5 separate regions of the Mus musculus genome follow, and all the other regions are linked to region 1. A link is a contact called in public promoter capture Hi-C data. All regions are on one chromosome and are shown on one strand. Each heading gives the region's core, a stretch centred on a gene start, on an enhancer-like site or on the middle of the called end of the contact. The rest is flanking DNA. Distances are from core to core; before and after follow the strand shown.

The links. Promoter capture Hi-C pulls out the DNA fragments that hold promoters and counts their contacts.
Region 2: a promoter capture Hi-C map of 3T3-L1-derived adipocytes shows a contact between it and region 1, with 3 times the contacts expected there. The contact joins the enhancer-like site here to the promoter of Zc3h7a in region 1. A contact is called at or near these places in 4 of 39 promoter capture datasets (the 3T3-L1 cell line, 3T3-L1-derived adipocytes, hippocampal neurons and 1 more).
Region 3: a promoter capture Hi-C map of liver shows a contact between it and region 1, with 2.3 times the contacts expected there. The contact joins the enhancer-like site here to the promoter of Zc3h7a in region 1. A contact is called at or near these places in 7 of 39 promoter capture datasets (the 3T3-L1 cell line, cranial neural crest, hippocampal neurons and 3 more) and 1 of 9 other capture datasets (adipose tissue).
Region 4: a contact with region 1 is called in a promoter capture Hi-C map of liver, with 5 times the contacts expected there. The contact joins the promoter of A930007A09Rik here to the promoter of Zc3h7a in region 1. A contact is called at or near these places in 7 of 39 promoter capture datasets (3T3-L1-derived adipocytes, cranial neural crest, hematopoietic stem and progenitor cells and 3 more) and 1 of 9 other capture datasets (liver).
Region 5: a promoter capture Hi-C map of 3T3-L1-derived adipocytes shows a contact between it and region 1, with 7 times the contacts expected there. The contact joins the promoter of 2310015D24Rik here to the promoter of Zc3h7a in region 1. A contact is called at or near these places in 7 of 39 promoter capture datasets (the 3T3-L1 cell line, 3T3-L1-derived adipocytes, embryonic stem cells and 2 more).

Annotation. Positions count from the first base shown.
Region 1 is chr16:11,174,928-11,177,627 of GRCm38.p6, reverse strand. It overlaps Zc3h7a (zinc finger CCCH type containing 7 A), which reads left to right and starts at 1,287. Exons shown (of 23, transcript NM_145931.3): 1 at 1,287-1,408.
Region 2 is chr16:13,478,408-13,481,107 of GRCm38.p6, reverse strand. No RefSeq gene overlaps it. Among named protein-coding and RNA genes, the nearest start is that of Mir6365, 8.6 kb to the right of the region's middle. Within about 2 kb of position 1,252, at least 4 of the 459 cell types and tissues checked have an H3K27ac peak or open chromatin away from gene starts, as enhancers often do. A contact at or near this core is called in 3T3-L1-derived adipocytes, where this site is marked.
Region 3 is chr16:13,411,520-13,414,219 of GRCm38.p6, reverse strand. Mrtfb (myocardin related transcription factor B) reads right to left here. Exons shown (of 17, transcript NM_001122667.2): 17 at 1-2,060. The coding sequence ends at 1,525. All of the region lies in intron 1 of Gm15738 (a long non-coding RNA gene), which reads left to right. Among named protein-coding and RNA genes, the nearest start is that of Gm15738, 9.6 kb to the left of the region's middle. Within about 2 kb of position 1,314, at least 4 of the 459 cell types and tissues checked have an H3K27ac peak or open chromatin away from gene starts, as enhancers often do. A contact at or near this core is called in liver, where this site is marked.
Region 4 is chr16:13,753,288-13,755,987 of GRCm38.p6, reverse strand. A930007A09Rik (RIKEN cDNA A930007A09 gene) reads right to left here and starts at 1,424. Exons shown (of 1, transcript NM_001357954.1): 1 at 1-1,424. The coding sequence starts at 1,344.
Region 5 is chr16:13,519,805-13,522,504 of GRCm38.p6, reverse strand. 2310015D24Rik (RIKEN cDNA 2310015D24 gene) reads left to right here and starts at 1,398. Exons shown (of 4, transcript NR_160674.1): 1 at 1,398-1,515.

The DNA.
Region 1 (2,700 bases), core at 38-2,537:
CAACAGGAAGTCCATACATTCTCATCAAGTTTCACTTTGTACTGGCCCAGTACTGACGACTTCCTGAGCTTACAGTAGCACTCTGGGTCCAGACAGAGTGCATCTCAGTGTCTTCCTTCTAATGTAAACTTTTCCCTCTGTCCCCAGTGGTCCTGGACCTGGGTATTTCTTGCTTCATAGCCAAAGAAGACCTGGAACTCCTATCCCCCCCCCCCCACCCCCATGTACTGCTATGACAAGGGTACCCCACCATATCCAGTTTATTTGGTGCTGGAAATCAAACTCAAGGCTAGGCAAGCACTTTGACAACTAAGTTACATCCTCAACCCCTTTCACTTTTCTGCTTGTCCTTTCTATATATCCGCCCAACGGCATGAAGAAACTTTCTAAAACTGCAAATTAGACCTTGTAATTTCCATCTCAGACACTGAATTCCAAATTTCATGCAGTGGCTCATCCTCTTTGAGCTTTCTACACACACACTTTGTCTTCCCTGTCCCTCAGCAACTTAGGCTCAGGATCTTTCCCACTGCCTGGAAGCACTCTCCCTTCTACTGCCCTGACTTGGAGCACTTTTCACATCTCCAGTCGCAGGGACTCAGCCTTACATTGTTCTGTCTGGGGTAATGTACACCTGACCACTGAAACACCGGTGAATACAGCGACATATAAGTTGAGATGAAGGCCAGGGAGAACAAGAGCTTGTGTTGGCTCTGAGATCCGTCCCTACATTCATTTGCAAAAATACCGCATTTTGTTTTCAAGATGATAAAAACAGTGACTGCGAGTAGGATAGGGAATTGAGGACAAGTTCCGAAGTGACGCTCCGGCGTCCGAATGAGTTTAGGTCACCTCCCTGTTCAACGCGGGTCCCTATGCCTGTCATTCATTTGAAAGGACACGACTGTATGGCTGTTTTCAGGGTGACGGTAACAGTATCGGAATGCAAAGCAGGACGCTCAGGATAAGTTACTGCAGAGAACAGATTCCGAAGGAAGTGACACCCTGGTGCCCAGATGAATCTAGGTCTCCTTCCAGTCCTACTTTGGTATCCAAGCGGTGTGGGAGAGGGCGATGATGCTGGGCTCAAGAGCTTGCGGTCTCTCACCCCCTTCCGTGTGGCCGCCCAGGGTTCCGCCTATCGCCGCCGCTTCCGCAGCCCCGAGGCCCCGACGTGGCGCCTCCAACCCCGGGCTGACACTGGCAACGCAGCCAATGGTAGCGTTTGCGGGGCGGCGCGCGAGGCCTCCCGCCGCCAGAGGGCGCCGCCCCGAGCGTCGCGGGCTGGCAGCTGCGGTGGGTCGCCCAGGGAAGCTGCGAGACTGTGAGAGCTCTTGAGCCGGTGAACGCACATCCCGCTGTCGCCTCCGCACTCCGCGCCCCTCGGCTCCTGGGTGCCGCCCCGCAGGTGAGGGAAGGGGACGCGCGGGCGTCGCGGGCAGGGTCGCGCTCTTCCAATCGCGTGCGTGCGCCGCGTCGCTTCGTGAGCACGCGCGGCCGTTAACGGACTTCAGGCGGGGGAGGGGCGCGGACCCCCGAACCGGCTGCACGGGCTCCTCGGGAGTCGTAATCCGGGCACGCGCGGCGGCCCCTGCCACCTGGACTGCCTGGCCGACATCCACGCACTAGCTTTTGGTGGTTTAGCATTTCGTTATTCCTGGGTGCTGGGTGATCGCGGGGCGTCCGTGTTAGTAAGTGTCTCGGTTTGGGGACGCTCGCGACGCCAGCTGAGTGCGCGCTCGCCGGTGTCGGGTTCGCCCCTTGCGGGTGTTATGCGCGGCCCACCCCGCGTATGGGTGGCGACTGGCTTCCGGTGTTCGGCCGGGGTTCGGAGACTGTACGAGGGTTCTCGGTTTTCCTTTCCCCACCCTTAAAGAATGGAGACCTGTCAGTTCCCATTAGCGGGAATTTCCGGTTAGGGGTAGTCAGCGCAGGGGTGTGGTCAGGTTGGAAGGTCCTAGCTGGGCCCAAGGGGTGGTGCCTGCGCTCTGACTGGGTGAATTTATTCCGGGGTTGGGCGTTTTTTGGGTCCCCAGATGTTAAGGGATCAAAGAGGGTCATAGTGTTAGGTATTTAAGACCAAGAGGGTCTGGTGTAGACCTGCGCTGTCCGATGGTAATGTGGCCACTGGTAAAGTGGGGTGGTCGAGCACTGGAATGTGGCAAGAATTGAGATTCACTTTTGGTTTCAATTTGTTTGTTTGTTTGTATGTTTGTTTCGAGACAGAATTTCTCTGTTTAGCCTTGGCTGCCCTGGAACTTACTTTGTAGACCAGGCTGGACTTGAGCTTAGAGATCTGCTTTCCCCTACCTCCCGAATGCTGTGATTTAAAAGCCGTGCCACCACCGCCCCACTCCGGTTTCAGTTTTAAAGTCTGATTTGAAAGATTTCGTTTGGGAGGAAGAAAAAGAACGAAAAAGATCTCCTTGGTAAACTCCTATGCTTAAATCAGCCAGTGTTTAGCAAGCAGTGTGTTATATACTTGAGGTGATACCTGTTGTGGCTACGTTAGAATTAAAACAATCTGTCCAGTTTCTTTTTACTATTTTAGTATGGCCACTTCGTAATTTAAAATGGCACGTACCGCCGGTATCGTATTTCGATTGGACAATGCTCTACTGGACTGGGGGAGGGGCTGGGCGCTCTTGCCATCTGCTCTTTTCCTGCTTCTTTTGGAAGTAGCTGCTTTTCATGGAGGTC
Region 2 (2,700 bases), core at 3-2,502, 2.3 Mb before region 1:
CTGTTTCTTGACCAGGGAGGCCTTTTCTAGAAGCTTCCATGCATTGTGGCTTTGGGAGTTACTTTGCATCTTCTCATGGGTGCAGTAACTCTGTTGCCTCCTCTTCCTGTGGGCAAGATGTAGCTTACAGTCACTGTGAAAGGAAGCAGGACTGGGGGACAGACTTGTAGTATCAGTTGTGTGTCTGTGTCTGCCCCAGCTGCTGTGGTGTGCATGCTTTTATAGAAAGTTCATGACTAGAAGTGAATGCAGCCCAGGTTCAGATGTGTAGAAAGCCCAGCGCTGACACTGGCCCTCCTGTCCTGACCCAGTCAGCTGTGTGCCATGTTAAGGGCCTGGTGCTATGGAGGTCCCCTTAATTCTTGGACAGATCCCCACCCTTACTCTCCCTCTTCTTCTCCCTCCTCTACCCACTGTAATTTTTGTTTTGTGGTACTGGGGATGAACCCAAAGCCTCACATGTTTGGGAAGTGTTCTACCACTGAGCTGTACCCCAGCTCACAGTGTCCTGAAATAGAGCTCCCACTCCCTAGCCAGGCTGGCCTGAAACTCTTGATCTTGAACCTGCCGAGCATCAGGATCCTACATATGAGCCTCTGCATCTGGCTTAGCATCATCTTTATTCTGTTGCTTTGGCCAACTGTGCTGCCTGACCTTCATTCCCTGCTGCCCCTGAGGGTGATTGATGGCAAGAGCTGGCAAGCTTCTGTGTAGCACAGAGATGGACGGTTTGTGCCATGTGTGTGCCAGTAAAGTGGCTGATGTAGGTCAGAAGCAACTTTGGGCATGCAGAGGTAAACAGGCGTGTCCCAATAAAACTTTATTTACAAAGACAGCACAATAAAGGAAATTATGAACATTGAAAAAAAATATATCCTCCAGAGTGGGAGGAAATGATCCTGAACAACATGTCTAATACGAGGCTGTTTCCGTTTCCTCTCTGTTGCTGTGATAAAGGGCTCGAACCAAAGCAACCTGGGAAGGAAAGGCTTTATTGGGCTTATACTTCAGGTCACAGTGTGTCACTGAAGGCAGTCAGAGCAGGAACTTGAGGCAAAACCCATGGAAGAATACTGCTTGCTGCCTTGCTTGGTCAATCATGGTTGGTTAGCTTTCTTATACAGCCTAGGACCACCTGGAATGGGAGTCCTGCTAGCCATAGTGGGATGGACTCTCCTATACCAACTGACAGTGAACACGATCCCAAGTCGTGCTATAGGTCAATCTAACCTGAGCAGTCCCTCAGCTGAGCCTCCCTCATTGGATGCCTCTAGGCTGGGTTAAGTTGGAGGTTAAAGGTAACTACCACAAAGGGTAATATTACACACATATGAAAAACTCCTACAGTACAATAGCTAACAACAGTAACAATGGCAGCAAAGAATCTGAATAAACATTTCTCCAAAAAACCCACACGTGACCAGGTTCATGAAAAGCTGCCCCGTGCCACTTATCAGGGAAATCTGAAATCAAACCATAGTGGGATTTCACTGATATTTGCCCAAATGGCTGTTATCAAAAACAAGTCAAAGACTGGCAAGAAAATGCCCTGTGCAAATATAAACAGCTATAACGATTGTTGGCATAGCAGCCCTAACAGACGCAGCAGTAGCTCATCCAAATCAGAATCATCTATGGTCCAGCAAGCCCTCCTCTCTTGTTTATTTTATTTTTTAAGACTAGGTTTCACGTATTACATGCTGGCCTCTAAGTCACTGAATTATGTACTGAGGATGACCTCGAACTCCCGATCCTCCTGCCTCTATGTCCTCAGTTCTGGGATTACGGGTGTGGAGCATACCGTGCCTGGCTTTATGTAGCCCAGGCTGGCCTGGAACTCATGATAGTCCTCACCTCCCCAAGTACTGGAGGCCTAGAGCTGCTGCCGTGTGCGACCGCATGCCTGGCTGCACACTCTGCTTAGGAAGAGGAGGGGAGAGCCAGCACATCCAGGAGAAACTTAGGCAGTCGCCCTCTGCCCAGACTGGCCTGAACGATTTTGAAAGGCAAATGCCATCCCTAATTTACCTCTGAGGGAAGACACATTTCCCTGTGCTGGTTTGCCTATAGCCACTTACTCACGGTGCCTGGGGCCACAGACTCCACAGTGGCCTCAGTTTCTGTTCTCCACAGTGCTAATCCCTCTGGTTGGGGACTTGACTGGCATGGCAACCTCCCTCAGCCTGTGTAACCTTGGACCAGACTCCAGTGCCCTCTGCGCTGCCCAGTTTGCAAGCAGGCAGGCTCAGAGCAGCTGATATTTGTTGGGTGTTTCACCTGGGTCTGGCGAGCTCAACAAGACAGCTCCCCACCCAGCCTCCTTTTTCTCTCTCTGTTCCATTTTTAATTTTTTGGGTTATGTCATAGTCAAATAAAACCTAAGCTGGCCTCAAACTCATTACACAGCGAAGGCTGGCCCTGACCTCTTCATACACTGGTCTCCACCTCTCAAATGCTGGAATTCTGTGTGTATACTACTACATCCAGCTTTGTGGGGGGAGTCATTTTTGAAACAGGGTTTCACTATATAGCCTGGAACCCACTGTGTGACCCGGGCTGTACTTGATTACATAATTCTTCTGCCTCAGTTTGTTAAGTGCTAGATTGACATTAGGCACCACTGTGGGACTTGGTCATATCATTTCATCTTTGTGGTCCCTGCAATAACTTTCCTCTATGGCTACAGAGCAGGCTTCTATA
Region 3 (2,700 bases), core at 65-2,564, 2.2 Mb before region 1:
CCAACCTCAGGAGGCCTGGTCAGATGACAGGATCCAGCTACCCTAGTGTTGGTGCCTCCCAATACTGACCTACCAGATTCTAAACAAGAGGATTACCTGAGCTCAGTGGGCCCTGCCCACCAGAATGCCAAGCTTCAGTTGAGAGAGCGCTGTTTGCCAGAGGTTAAAGCCAGGAAAAGGGACCATTTTGATCACTGGGGTAAAACCTCCTCAGAAATGATTAAGGTTCTCTCTAGATGATGGGTCAGGATACTGCCTGGATGTGCTGTGGAAGAGACATGTGGATTGATGTAGGAAGCCCACCTGGCTCAGGTTAAAGGGGATGGGAAGGGGATAGGATAAGGGCTGTCACTGAATAAAAATTCCATACTCTGGTCAGTTATTTACAATTTGTCAATAACTAAATCACTAGATCAAGAGTTGTGGAAAATCTGTGGCAGTTGGCATCTTAAACAATTCTTAAATCACTTGATAAACATAACTTTTCTGTTACGGATCAAGGGGAAAAAGAGGAATAAAACCTCCAGTTTTTAGGTTTAGACTTGAGAGCAGGCAGTTACAAGCCTATGCAATGAGAACCAGGGAGCTGGTGACAGGGGGTTGGTCTAACCTGTGCTCAAGGCCCACACCTTCCATTAACTCATTAGGTTGAGAAGGAATTTCATGCTGAAGCCTTTTTTTGGTTCTTTGAGATGGGCATGGTCACCTGAGAGAGTCTGTCGGCAAGTCTTCAAAGATGGAGACACTGTGTGGCTCAGTACTCTAGAGATATCTGACTTATTACAAGTAGGACCAGTCGACGCCATCTTTTTACTCTACCAAAGACTGTAGAGGTCACAAGGTCAAAGCACATTCCAATGTCTAACATCACAGGAGAATCAACCTCATTCACCCAAGGCCACTGGGGAAGCTGCAGCACTATCAATGTATCTGGACTCAATACACTGGGCTCTTGTGTGACAGTATCTTGTAGACATGTGTTGATGGTAAAAGGTTGTTCATCATTTTGATTCCCAAATTCACAAAATGACCTATGACATCACACAATCACGCAGATTTCAAAGTGGGACTCAAAGCCTCTGGCTGGAAGCTGCTGCTGGCTGCCCAGAGTGCTCAGGTGCCTCTGACCTTGCTATTGATCTGCCGTAGGCCACTCTAAGGAGCACATGTGCAGTGGCTCTTCCCCTCCCTCCCTTGTGGGTGGCCTGGTGTTTCAAGTTGAGCTGCTTGCCTCTTATTAGGGCCACGAGGTGACCACAGAGGATAAAAGGTGGCTGATGACCAGAGCCTAGTGCCATTTCCTGACCTTTGGCTTTAGCTAAGGCATTTCACAAGGGCTCTGCATACAACTGTCTCTGTGGAGTCTCTCACACTTGGCTTCCAGGCTGTGGCCTTCCTTTTTGTCTGTGACAATGTATTTTGACTTCGACAGTGCAGCTATGGCTCCAGCTATAAACACTGGCCTCTCAGGTTTGTTTCCATGTTTCCAAATCTCACGAGCTCTGAAACAAGAGACCTGTGACCTTAGTCCCATGGCAGCGGCAGGTCCTGTGGGTCCAGAAAATCAGCAGAGAACATGCTTGGCGCAGTGGTACTCAGTGGAGTGAGCCCGGAGGATGTGGTGGGCATGGTAATGTCTAGCCACTCCATGTTGTCCAGGTTGGAGTCTGACAGGTCAAGAGATAGACAGGGGGTCCCTGACACCAACTGGGCCTCAGAGGTCTCCATGGGAGAGTGAGACTGGTACAGCATGCTGGAATGACTCAGCAAGTCGTTCTGCAGATCCTCGATCAGAGAGAAAGACTCTCTATCTTCACTGCTGTTCTGCAGTGGGCCAGTGTCAGTGGCCGAGGGCAAAGTGCCATCCAAGAAGGCTTCTAGCTGGTTCTCTAAGCTGGCAGATAAACTGTTCACAGGTTCTAAGGATACAGGTGGTGCTATTTGGACCTGGGGCGGTGGTCGAGAGACCACGGTATTGACTGGCATTGTGGTGATGCTGGCTGTCACTGGTTTCATCTTGGAAATTGGAGAAGGCTCTTCTTTTATTGGGAAGGAAATCTCTGTGCAGAAGAATTGATGGTGTTAGTAAGTATTTGCTGCCATTGAACTATATTAGTGACTATTCTGTCATCCTCTCTTACATCTTAGAGGCAGAGAGAGCATGCTCTAATTCTTTTTAAATTTAATTTTAAAAAGTCATTATAGTTGGATGGTATTTCAGTTTGTCAATACAGTCTAGAAAGTTACAAAACAGACACAGTACACCTTATCAATAACGCAAGGCTGAAGTCACCTCCTTTGCCCTCCTTCCTAAAGGTGAGGCAGGTCAGCCACTGCTCTCAATTCTTGTTCTGAGTTATCTGAACTTTGGACAATTAGGTAAACAGCTTAATAAGTACCAATTAGTTATTTAATTTATTCTTAAACATTAATTTGTACTTATGTATACAAGTGTGTGAACGTGCTCCTGTGTGTAGGAACCCATGGAGGCCAGCAGAGGGTGTCTGATCCCGAGCTAGCATTACAGGTATTTGTGAATCCAAAATGGGTGGTAAGAACCAAATTCTAGCCCTCAGCAAGAGCAGAACGTGTTCTTATGTGTTGAATCATCTTCCCAGTCCCAGTCTATTTAATTTTTTGTGGCTCTCTGTGTGTAAGGCAGAGATAAATGCAAACGTCTTCTTCAGAGCTAACTAGCCC
Region 4 (2,700 bases), core at 175-2,674, 2.6 Mb before region 1:
GCTTTGAGAGGTCACAGGTACCATAGATAAACTGTCAGGGATCACCAAGAAGTGGCTCTGGCTTTCTTCTCGTTCCAGAGGGTAGATCTGAGTGGCCACACTGATCTTAGAGCGCCCCTGAGAGTGAGGGCCCAAAGGCACACAGCTTTCAGAAGATACAGAGGGCAGGATTTGGCTCTGAGAGGTCACAGGTACCATAGATAAACTGTCAGGGATCACCAAGAGATGGCTCTGGCTTTCTTCTCGTTCCAGAGGGTAGATCTTAGAGGCCACACTGATCTTAGAGCGCCCCTGAGAGTGAGGGCCCAAAGGCACACAGCTTTCAGAAGATACAGAGGGCAGGATTTGGCTCTGAGAGGTCACAGGTACCATAGATAAACTGTCAGGGATCACCAAGAAGTGGCTCTGGCTTTCTTCTCGTTCCAGAGGGTAGATCTGAGTGGCCACACTGATCTTAGAGCGCCCCTGAGAGTGAGGGCCCAAAGGCACACAGCTTTCAGAAGATACAGAGGGCAGGATTTGGCTTTGAGAGGTCACGGGTACCATAGATAAACTGTCAGGGATCACCAAGAGGTGGCTCTGACTTTCTTCTCGTTCCAGAGGGTAGATCTGAGAGGCCACACTGATTTTAGAGTGCTCCTGAGAGTGAGAGTCCAAATACACATGGCTGTCAGAGGACATTGCCATCTGAGAATTGCTGTCAGACGCCAAAGGGTAGGTCTGCGAAGTCACTGAAAAGACAGGTTGACTCCTAGAAGTACAAATGGAAAGACCGGTGTGGACAATGCCCAGAGGCAGGCTCTTAGAGGTCTGGACTCTGCTAAACTGATTCAGAACAGCCTCAGGCTTCGCTGAACGGAACAACGCTCTGCCACCCGAGGTTCTGGCGTCGCAGTTCCTTTCTAGCTGCCCCGGGTCCGTAGAGCTGATGCTACTGATCCGCTGGACGACCCGCGGGTGGAGTCGCCGCCGCCGTCGCCGGCGAATCCGCTGAAAGGTGTCGGAGACGCTCCTAAGGGTCAGCGAGAAGCGACGGCTGCCGCTACGGTGCACCCCGCTCTCGCGGGGCGAAGTCCCCCTCAAGGGGTCTTCCGGGAGCGCCTCTATGTTGCCGGTGTACCAGGAGATCCACCACAGGAGACTGACGAAGATGATGATGGAACCCAAATAGAGCAGCATGTCGTAGAACAGCAAGTTGGCGAAGACGCCAGTGAACAGCACTGCCACACCCACCGCGTCGAAGGCGACGCCCAGCCAAAAAAAGTGACTGCAGCGACCCAAGGGCCCGGACTGCATCTCCGCCAAGTCTGTGTTCTTTTGCGGAAGCTCCGAGAGGCTCAACATCTTCCACGCAAACCCCGCCAGAGGACACCAGGCCCAGGGCGCTGCCACAGGCGGGCTTTAGACACTCTCCATGGCAACGCAAGGGGCGGGGCGGGAAGCGGCATTCTGCTCCACACCAGGAAACTGGAGCGGGCCAAGGGAGCTGCGCGTGCGCACGACGACCTGCTGAACCTTCTGCGTTTGCGCCCAGTGCTAGCCCGGGCAGCTTTTCTCAGTCTGGGATCCTTAGGTGTATCAAGAAGTAGAATTTATGGGTAGGGGAGTGGGGGTGGGTGGGTATGGGGGACTTTTGGTATAGCATTGGAAATGTAAATGAGCTAAATACCTAATAAAAAATGGAAAAAAAAAAAAAAAAGAAGTAGAATTTATGACAATGAAACTAGCGGTACCTGGGGCGAGAATCTTCTTGGCCTCAGGTGCAGTTAGCATCTAGTGTTGTTAGGTCTGTACTCCCATCTTCTCTGGTGACTGTTGATAAACTTGCCCAAGGACCTAATAGACCCCATCGCGTGTCCGTCCGTCCGTCCCCCCCCCCACCCCACCCCCCCACCCCCCCACCCCCCCCACCCCCGCCAACCAACCATGTATTGTAGAGGCTGGGAGGGAGAGGGTAGGATGAAAGGAGAAAAAGGTTGACCTTTATGTGTGTGTTTGATGGATTTTAAAACATTTGGTACATTTTAAATAGATTTAGGCCTGTAGTTCAGGCCACATTTACTTAGGCCTATAGGCACACGCCACTATACTTGGAGAAAACTACTCTTAAGCATTTTCAAACGTATAGATAGAAAATTATAAAGGAATAAAGAATGATAGGTTGTCCCTACTTGGCCTGAGCATTCAAGCAATACAAATTGGAATCAGAGGGTTATTAAAGTGTTTTTTTTAAAAGATTTATTTATTTATTATATACACTGTTGCTGTCTTCCGACATTCCAGAAGAGGGTGTCAGATCTTGTTACATATGGTTTGTGAGCCACCATGTGGTTGCTGGGATTTGAACTCAGGACCTTTGGAAAAGCAGTCAGTGCTCTTAACCGCTGAGCCATCTCACCAGCCCCTATTAAAATGTTTTTAAAAAGGTCAGACATGATAGTGCAGGACTTTAGTCCTAGCACTCAACAAGCAGAAGCAAGCAGATCTCTGAGTTGGAAGTCAGCCTGTCCTAACTTGAGAATTCCAGGCCAACCAGGACTATACTGTGAGACCCTGTGTCAAAATGAATGGATGAAAATAAAAAGACCTGAAGGTGTGTCCAGGAAGTTGGAAGTGGATATAATCAAGAAATCTATGTATAAAATTGTCAAAGAATAAAAAGTTAATAAAGTATAAAGATAATTAGAGAAAACAATATGG
Region 5 (2,700 bases), core at 149-2,648, 2.3 Mb before region 1:
CACAGGGGAAGCGAAGCCCCTGAGCTGGATAGGTTTAGAGTAGGGAATGAGGTGAGAGAGGCAGAGAGGAACCGCAGGTACTGAGTGAGCCTGCAGCCACCATGCACGTCAGCATATTAATTAGGCACCATGGTTAGCCATTTGTCCTGAGTTTCTTTAGGACCTAACAGGTTTTGTATTTATATATTGAGAAGGGTCTTGTTATGTAGCCCAGGCTAGAAGTGAGTTCAAAGGCTCCTAACACAAGGAAATGATGAATGCTTATGCTCCCTACCCAACTCTGATGAAGGCCAACACTGTATACATTCGTAGAAAAACTCATCACACTGTTCTGATAAGCATATATAATTAAAGTCAGCCAAATGTGTCAGCACACGCTTGTTATCTCTGCATTGGAGGGAGGAGGCAGGAGGATCAGCAGCACCCTGGGTTATATGGTGGGACTCTGTGTCAAAAACAAATAAACAAGGGGCTGGGGAAATGGCTCAGATGTAAAGTACTTGCCACACAAGCAATAGGATCCGAGTTCAATCCCCAGCATCCACAGAGAAGCCGGTAATCCAAGAGCCGAGGAAGTAGACCCAGGCAATCCTCGCTGGCCGGCTTGTAAGTCTAGGCAATTGGTGAGTCGAGTTCAGCAAGAGACGCTTGATGAAGACACCTGACAGCGATCTCTGGCTTCCACACTCATACAAGCATACACACATTTCTCCACAATTCCCACAGCACCCCACGCCTCAAATCAGTTAAAGATGTTAAGGACAATCGTGGAGAAGGCAGGACAGAGCAGAATGATAACACGATTCACTAAGACCTCCACCACTGAGGCAGAGGCAGGGCCAGCGTCTTTGAAGCTGCTTATTCTTAGGGTGTGGCCCAGATCCCGACACATCAGTGTCACCTGAGAACTACTCAGAAAGGCACATTCTTGGGCCCCACTCCAGGTCGACTGACTCACAGCTCCAGGGATGCAGCCCAGCAGTCTGCAGACACAGCCTCCTGGGGATTCTGGTGCCCACAAGAGCTTGGAAGTCCCTGAAAGTCCCACAGTTGTTCAGGGTCAAATCTGTGTCTAAGTCTTGTTGACATCAGGAGTCTGCACTCTGAAATGGACAGTGCCTTAGGTTTGAACAAGCTGGGCCACGTGGAAAATGAGTCTTTCACGTACAGGAGTCCAACTCTAAGACGCTCTTGTCACTCACACTGAGAGCCTCATTGATGTGACAGGAGCTGTATTGTCATTATTACTACCGTCCCCAAAAGGAGAAAGGAAAGCTAACAGCAGTTTACAGCATCACTCAGTCGCTGTCTGACAAGAAGTCTGGAAGACACCGAGTTACTTAGGCGATGGGAGAACTTTTCGGATTGCTGCATTTGTTGTTGTTCTGGAACCTTCTAAAGCTCACTCTGAGTACCTCCAGAACTAGCTTTCTCCCTGACAAACTAAAGGAAGTTTTGGCCCCTTGACGTCTTTGTGAGGTTGGCAATCCCCCTGGTCAACCAGAGAACCAACAGGTTTGTTGTTTTTTTACTCCATCTGTTTTGATTCAACTATAAGGGATAGTTTCTAGAACATTCAGACTTCAGGCATCTCTTTGTAAAGTGTCTCAGTTGAATGTCATCTTGCCTATGATCCTTGTGTAAAGAACTTCCAACTCCTGGTTTCAATGACAGGTGGGCCTCAGCCATTTAGAAGGGCCAGGGATTGGAAGGGACCAGGGGCACGGGAGGGGGTTCTGGGACTCTATTTTACTCATGGTTGGGACTACAGTTTAGGATCTAGACTGGCACACTGGAGCTAAGCTTAGCTTCCCCGGATAGTGAAAGCTGTACCAGAGGCCAGGGCTGAGGGTGAAATGAGGCTCCTGCCCAGCCGGGCGCCCTGGGGAGAGCCTCCTATCTGGAACAGAAAATACTCCAAATATTTCCTTTTGGGAATGGGGAGGATAAACCAGATGAAATGTGAAGAGGTGTCTGAAGGCTGGAGGAAACTAGCAGGCCCTTCCAGAACTTCTATTTGCGGTGAGAAACCTTGGCATGGGGCAGCCAGCTCTACTGCAAAAATAGACCAGTGTGCCGAGAAACAGCTCAATTCTGGAAGCAAACGTTCCTCTGCAGGAAAGAGCTTCTCTCCCTCTGCTTCATTCTGCTCTGTACCACAAAGAAGAAGGAGAAAGATAAGCATTTGCTTGTATGCAATGTGTGTGTTTGTGTTTGTGTGCGTGTGCGTGTGTGTGTGTGTGTGTGTGTGCACATGACCATACGCACGTGGTCAACCTTGGGTGTAAATTTCCTTGGGTGCTACCTACAGATTTTTGGTTTTCGTTTGATTGTTTCTGAGACAGGGTCTCCTACTGAGACCTGGTGCTCACCAGGTTGGGTAGGCTGGCCAAGGAGCTTCTGAGATCCTTCTGTCACACCCAGTGTTGGGGTCACACCCTGATTTTTGCATGGGCTTGGGGGATCAAGCTTAGGTCCTCATGCTCGAATGGCAAATGCTTTACTTCCTGGGGCATCTCCTCAGTGCCCAGAGAAGCATTTTAAGAAAAACTGGAGTGTCTATGCAGAGTCATGGCTTCTCTATCAGAACCAAAGCCATTAAAAGAGACATGGGGCAAAAAGATTTGAGATCACTGCCTGGACATCCCGAGTCTCACAATCCACCAGCTGCTATGACACAGTGGAGCATCAGCTCTGCTT